Regions from separate parts of the Mus musculus genome. Here region 1 is linked to region 2. The links are chromatin contacts, called in public capture Hi-C maps. All regions are on one chromosome and are shown on one strand. Each heading gives the region's core, a stretch centred on a gene start, on an enhancer-like site or on the middle of the called end of the contact. The rest is flanking DNA. Distances are from core to core; before and after follow the strand shown. Region 1 overlaps Arhgef10l (Rho guanine nucleotide exchange factor (GEF) 10-like). Region 2 overlaps Ubr4 (ubiquitin protein ligase E3 component n-recognin 4).

The links. Capture Hi-C pulls out chosen DNA fragments and counts their contacts.
Region 1: a contact with region 2 is called in a capture Hi-C map of embryonic stem cells, with 3 times the contacts expected there. The contact joins two enhancer-like sites. A contact is called at or near these places in 1 of 484 Hi-C or Micro-C datasets (the G1E-ER4 cell line) and 1 of 9 other capture datasets (embryonic stem cells).

Annotation. Positions count from the first base shown.
Region 1 is chr4:140,554,478-140,557,533 of GRCm38.p6, forward strand. The region is part of intron 21 of Arhgef10l (Rho guanine nucleotide exchange factor (GEF) 10-like); the gene reads right to left. Among named protein-coding and RNA genes, the nearest start is that of Gm42335, 49 kb to the right of the region's middle. Within about 2 kb of position 1,279, at least 30 of the 459 cell types and tissues checked have an H3K27ac peak or open chromatin away from gene starts, as enhancers often do. A contact at or near this core is called in embryonic stem cells, where this site is marked.
Region 2 is chr4:139,486,760-139,489,912 of GRCm38.p6, forward strand. It overlaps Ubr4 (ubiquitin protein ligase E3 component n-recognin 4), which reads left to right. Exons shown (of 106, transcript NM_001160319.1): 106 at 2,408-2,774. The coding sequence ends at 2,472. Among named protein-coding and RNA genes, the nearest start is that of n-TVaac1, 58 kb to the left of the region's middle. Within about 2 kb of position 1,717, at least 20 of the 459 cell types and tissues checked have an H3K27ac peak or open chromatin away from gene starts, as enhancers often do. A contact at or near this core is called in embryonic stem cells, where this site is marked.

The DNA.
Region 1 (3,056 bases), core at 29-2,528, 1.1 Mb after region 2:
AAAAACAAAAAACCTGGCCAGCATTCACAGTAATAAAATGTGGATAAAGTGCTCATCACCATAGAGGTGACACTGAGGGACTAGGAAGCAAAACTAGGTCCTGACTGGCATGAGGCAGGACCCACATGGGGACTTGGGGCTTCTAGGCTCCAATAACCAAGTTCTTCACACTAAATCTACAAGAACACAAGGCCACACCCCTCCAACATGGCCACACACCCCTCAATACGGCCACACCTACAGGGACACACTTACTCCAACAAGACCTCGCCTGCTCTAACAAGGCCACACCTACTTCAATAAGGCCACGCCTACTCTAACAAGGCCACTCTGAGTCCCAGTGTGCTGTCACAGACCAATGCTAGCTCTGTCCGAAGATGCCAACCTTCAGGGAGCCTACAACTCTGGGGTCATGAAGAGGTCATCAACTGTTGGGACAACAGCCTCCCTAAGGCCCACACTCCTCCTTGGTGGAAAACAGGAAGGCACACTTCTTTTGGATGTGTGACCGGCCCTCCACCCAGCCTCCAGAGCCAGTCCTCCACAGAACCCCATTGCTCCCTATTTGAAAATACCAGTGGTGTCCTGGTTGGCTTGGAGTAAGCCCTAGACTCTTCTAGAAGAGCCACAAGGACCACCCTCCCTCCCAGCCGCATCTCCTGATCACCAGGCTCCACAATTGTCAGCAGTTTCAGCACGCAGCTCTTGATGTCCCTTTACGGGGAACGCTGCCCTGCTACCCCAGCCCGTTCTGCAGGGGGCTCCTCTCCTAACCACATCCCCATTCTCCCTTCTCAACAGTCCCAACCCACCAGAACTGTCACATCCCTCATTACTGCAAGTGTCTCCAGATTGGGGCGACTCAATTTAAGTCCATCCACTTTGCCATGGTGAGAAAGCCGGAGACTAGCCTTGGATTCTGAGCATTGATCTTCCCTGGACTGGCACTAGGTGGCGCCATCTCTCAAGATGCTAGACAGCCAGCCCCAGGTCACCCACCTCAGCACACCAGGCATTTCTGGAGGTTGCCTTTTTGGATCTTGTCACATTTCCCAACCCCCACCTGTGTATGGTTCCCATGCGTGCATGTATGTACGTGTGTCCATGCATCCAAACTTGGTTTGTCCTCATTTCTAAAGATGGCACCCGGGATATTGGGCATGCCCAGGCAAGCATTACAGCCGAGCTCTATCCCAGCTATTTATATACATGGCCTACACACACTTGATTAAGCACACACTTCGATCCTGGGCTAATGGAAATGACCCGGACGTGCTAAAGGTCGGCTGGGCTAAGCTGTGCTGTGTGGGAGGTTAGAGGTTAAATGTGGTTTTCCCTTCAGATGAGCCTATGAGGCACAAGGCATTATAACTGAAGGAACGGGGTTGGCTCTGCTCCTCCACGGGCTTCTCCATTCTGGTGTGCATGCGATGTGGAAGCAGGAGGCTCTCTACCGTGCCGCTGGTCCATGGAGGCCAAAACTATCTATCCATGTGCTTTCTATGCAAACACAACAGTAGCAGCTTTTACGAAAGGCCAAAGAGAAAGGCTGGCCTGTGTAATGATGAACCACTCCTGAGAGAGACCCAGCCCAAACGCCAGCTGGGTCACAGAGACTGGAGTGGTCACATGGGTGACCACCACACTGGAGAAGCTGTAGGCTCCCTATAATGCACAAAGGCTGGCCGGGGACCCCGATGGCTCCCATCCCTGTCTGAAGCCCTCAGCAGTGACAGCATTTCCTAATGGGCCCCAGAAGTGGCCCTTCACACTCTGGGCCCTGGAAACTGTCCCATAAAACCTATATCCCTGTCACGGGAAAGAGGGGAAAAAGCCAGCATGTGAGAGATGTGTCAGGCCAAGCACGACTTCCGCACATGCATACAAGTCGCCCCATCGGGGAACCGCAGTAAAGAAAGTAAGCCATTGGGCTGGATGCACAGTACGCTCAGGCCACGGTGGGAAAAGGCCTGCCCTGCTACCTCTCAGTTAAGGCCCAGCAGTAAATAAACACAACCCAATTTAAGATGCTATCCCTGCCCAGGGAACACTCACAGCCAAAGTCACCATGCCACGCAGGAGACCTGTGACGCTCACCCACCTGACAGCCAGATAGGTGAACGCACAGCACCCACCCCCACAGCTCCCCCCAGCTCCTCCCTCTGTCCCCCTGTTCCCCCCCAGCCTATCAGACCCTGGCATTTCATCACCATATATATTTTTAACGATCTGACCTTCTCCCTCCAGATGGTGCCTTTCTTGTGTGCAACTGAGATTGCTAAATGAAAATGGAGTTGTGGGCTCCCCATCTGTCGCTGCCATTGTCCCTGTCACAAAACCAGAGCGGCTGAGACCCGATGAGGAGGCTGTGGCCACTGAACATGGAAAGTCTACCTGGGGTAGGTGACATTCAGGTGACGCACCAACGGCACAGTGGTGATTTCGACTGACACTAAGTGGAGGCTTATTTAGGGCCGTGTTTGGCAACGCTCATGGTACTCAAGAGCCATTGTGGCACAGGAGGGAGCTCTAGGGATGGAAGCCTTCCCCCTCCCCCCTTACCCCCTCCCCCAGCCTAGGAAGCATCTCCTCAAACCTACTAGAAGCACCCTAGGCACCACCTACCCCAGCCTTCAACACACTGTGTGACAATGAGCTTGTTGCCCCATCTAGAAATCAGGGGACCAAATTCCAGTCATTTGGAGTTGTTGGGGGGAGCCTAGAAAGACCATCAGTGAGGTCTTAACAATTTGAGGAGAGGCTGAGCCACCTCTAGCCCTGCTGTGTGCTCGGCCTCCAGGGTGAGGTCCTCACCATCACGGACCTCTGGTCTCAAAATTCCCACATCCGCGGCCATCTTCAGGGCCTCCTCATCAGCCGGCCTGATACAGGGAGACACTACTAGTCACAGCCAGTCAGGGAGATGCTACCAGTCACAGCCACCAGTCACAGCCAGTCAGGGAGATGTCACCAGTCACAGCCAGTCACCAGGCCAAGCATCCTTCCCCTAAGCCACCCCACCCTGAAACGCTCAATGCTATCCATGGAAGCCAGCT
Region 2 (3,153 bases), core at 467-2,966:
AGGTTAAGTAAGCAGATGTGGGAGAGTAGGAACTCCTGGTTCCAACCTTTCGTCAGGGTTAACAGGAGAAAGGGCACTCCTGCCTTCCCCTGCCTCCCAGCCCTGGGCAGTAGGTGGAGAGGCATCACCCCAAGGGTGACATGGGAGCAGATGCTCCACAGCTCCCAGCCCCTCAAGTCCATGCTCTCCCATACAAACTCTTTGTGGGAGTTGGACTCTCAGATGCAGGCGCTTTAACACTCACCTGCATTTCATAGCTAAAAAGTGTTGGGAGCAGAGCATGGCCTGGGCTCAGGCTTGGGAAGATCAGCCCAGGATTAGAGATTCCAGCTCCTGGGTCCCAGAGCTGTTGTGTCACAGCCTCCACTGGCGCTGTCTTGGGGGGGGGGGGTCGGGAGACTGCACCAAAGCAGATGTAACTGGACCTGCCCAGCTTCTGTTGTCAGCCGGCTCCATGCTTCTGCACTTTCTGGTGTTCACTGTGGGAATTGTATACGGGCAAGGGAGAAATCCCCCAGGCTCTGTTGCCAAGGGAACGGTGCTGTTAACATCTCCGCTCACCTTTGTATCCTCGGGAAGGAGGCCCACCCACTAGTCGAGAGCCTGTCTGCATGTACCCTTCTGGTTTCCAAGCACTGAGCACGCTCTGCCTAAGATGGTGTCTCTGGGTCTGCCCTGCTGTCTGAGCTGCCGTAGTCTCCTTGCTCACCTCTGTTTCCTACTTTATGGCTCCTTAGTCCTCCTGACTGTGTCTTCCCAGCCTGGCTGTTGAGGCAGCTCACTGTTTCCCTCAGAGTTAGTCTTGAGCAAGAGCACAGAGCTCACCTGTGTCCTCAGCCAAGGTCTGTGCTCATCACAGATGGCAGAAATGACGACAGAAGTCAAAGCCAGTGAGAAGAGGTAGCCAGGGCGAAGGACTCACCCACCCCAGGCCTCGCCCCGCACAGGCCCTAGGCATAGAGTCTCTAGCCTCTTTTGTGAGGCTAGGCTTGCGCTTTTTTTTTAAAAATAAATCATTCCATTCGTTTACATCTCAAATGATATCCCACTTCCCAGTTACCCATCTACATCCACCCTCTCCCCACTCCCCTTTGCCTCTATGAGGGTGCTCACCCATCACTCACCCTCTCCTGCCCCACTGCTCCAGCATCCCTGTACCCTGGGGCATCAAACCTCCACAGGACCAAGGGCCTCCCTTCCCATTGCTATCAGGTAAGGCCATCCTCTGCTACATATGTATCTGGAGTCATGAAGGCCAGACTTTTAAACCTTAATTCAGACCTTTAAACTACCAGAGCACTGGGTATGCTCTATTCAGACTCAAGAACAAAACACTTTCCAGAGCCAAGAGAGACAGCCTGGCTGCATTTGTTCCTGCAGATGCTCTGAGGGATGACGTGTTCGGATGCTCAAGTTTAACTTGAGGCTTTAGTATTTGCTCTGCACTAGTGATGAGGTCAGGTGCCGGGCCAAGGACTTGATGTAGAGAGTGCACTGGGTCCTTCCACTAGGAAGGCCATCCTCAGTTAGTCCCCATGGCAGGCAGGGAGGGATCCCTGTTGTCTCTTTCTGAAAGCTGAAGCAATGGAGCCCTGAGCTCTGGCAGCTTGCTTAGGAAGCCTGTGGTGGGATCGAAGCCCAGAAGAATCAGAGGCCTCTGTCCTGCTCTGACCTTCAGCCCATAAGACCATCAGCATTTGCCTTTCTTTGACCAGTTTAAAATGACAAAGGCTGAGGATGAGGCTCTGAGTTCTGATCCCCAGAAAAGCCAGGTGCAGGTGTAACTCTAGCGCTGGGAAACTGCCTCTAGTAGGATCCCAGGCTGAGCTTGCTGGCCAACCAGTCTAGCCAGCCGGTGAGCTTTAGGTTCAGTGAGAGAACCAATCTTAGAAAAGAAGGCGAGGGCCATGGAGAAAGACCATGTTCACACACACGCACATCACCACTCTGGGGTAGGGGAGTGTGGCTCAGCTGGAAGAGTGCTTGCTTGCTTGGGATGCATGGAACACTGAGTTCTGTCCCTCCAGCACCATATATACCAGGCATAGTAGCACAGAAGTTCAAAGGAGGTTGTCAGCTACATAGTGAGTTTGAGGCCAGTCTGGGATCAGGAACAAGACAAGAAAGAAAAACTTGGGAGTTGCAGTATTTTATAGCCCCTTGAGTGACCCCTGGACAGGTGGAAATCCTCCACTCCAGGGAATTTAAAATGGTATCTGCCACACTGTCCTAGCAGCACCCACTTCTCAAGCAGAGTATTAGTCACACAGTGGTCACCTCCCCTCCATTGCTGGAATCCCATCAGAGCATGCTGGCACAGTATATCCTATTCGTGAACCAGGCTTCTGTGACTCGGTGGGGCTGGGGGCCCTGTGCTACTCCCACTCACACTGTCTTTGCTTTCCAGGTCTTCTATCAGAAATCACCGATCCAGAGAGCTTCCTAAAGGACCTGTTGAACTCAGTCCCCTGACCATCCCCATGGAAATGAGATTGAAGCTAGCTTGCATTCTCCCCTCATTCATCTCTCCGTGTGCACTCATTTCCCCCACGGATGCTGCATTAGCACCCCCTCCTCCCTCAGTTTTCTCGGAGTGGTTTGGGGTCTGTAGGCTTCCTGTTCTATCACGTGTGTGTGTGTGCTGCGCAGGCTATGAAGTTGTCTGTAGCTCAAGCCATTGAAGGACCTATACGTACCTAGGAGCTGTGAGCTGTCCCGGCCAGCTTGAGTGTGTACATCTTGAAATAAATGAATGACTTAGTACACATTGGAAAGGGGTCTAGCTGCTGCTTGCCCAGTGCTTTCCAGTGAACTCACAGCCTTGCAGTGACACACCAGGAAGACTGCTGGAGTTGAATTGTGTTCTCTGGGGTCTGATGGTTTTTTTGTCCCTAGCCAAAAGAGGGCTCAGCAGAGCAGGCCCTGGTCAGCATCTACTTCAAAGGCCTTGAAAGCATTTGACAGTCTCCTGCTGGCTGCCAGGCAGAGAGGAGAGACTTCAGGGAAGGGTGAGAATAGTGAGAATAGCTGTGTCCACTGCTAGGGCTCTTCTGCCCACCGCCCTAGGAAGAGCCTGTGCATTGTTCTGCACCCCAAGTCGCCTGCTGAGACCTCAGTTGACAGGTGAGGCGCCTCTGAACTTAGTATCTGGAC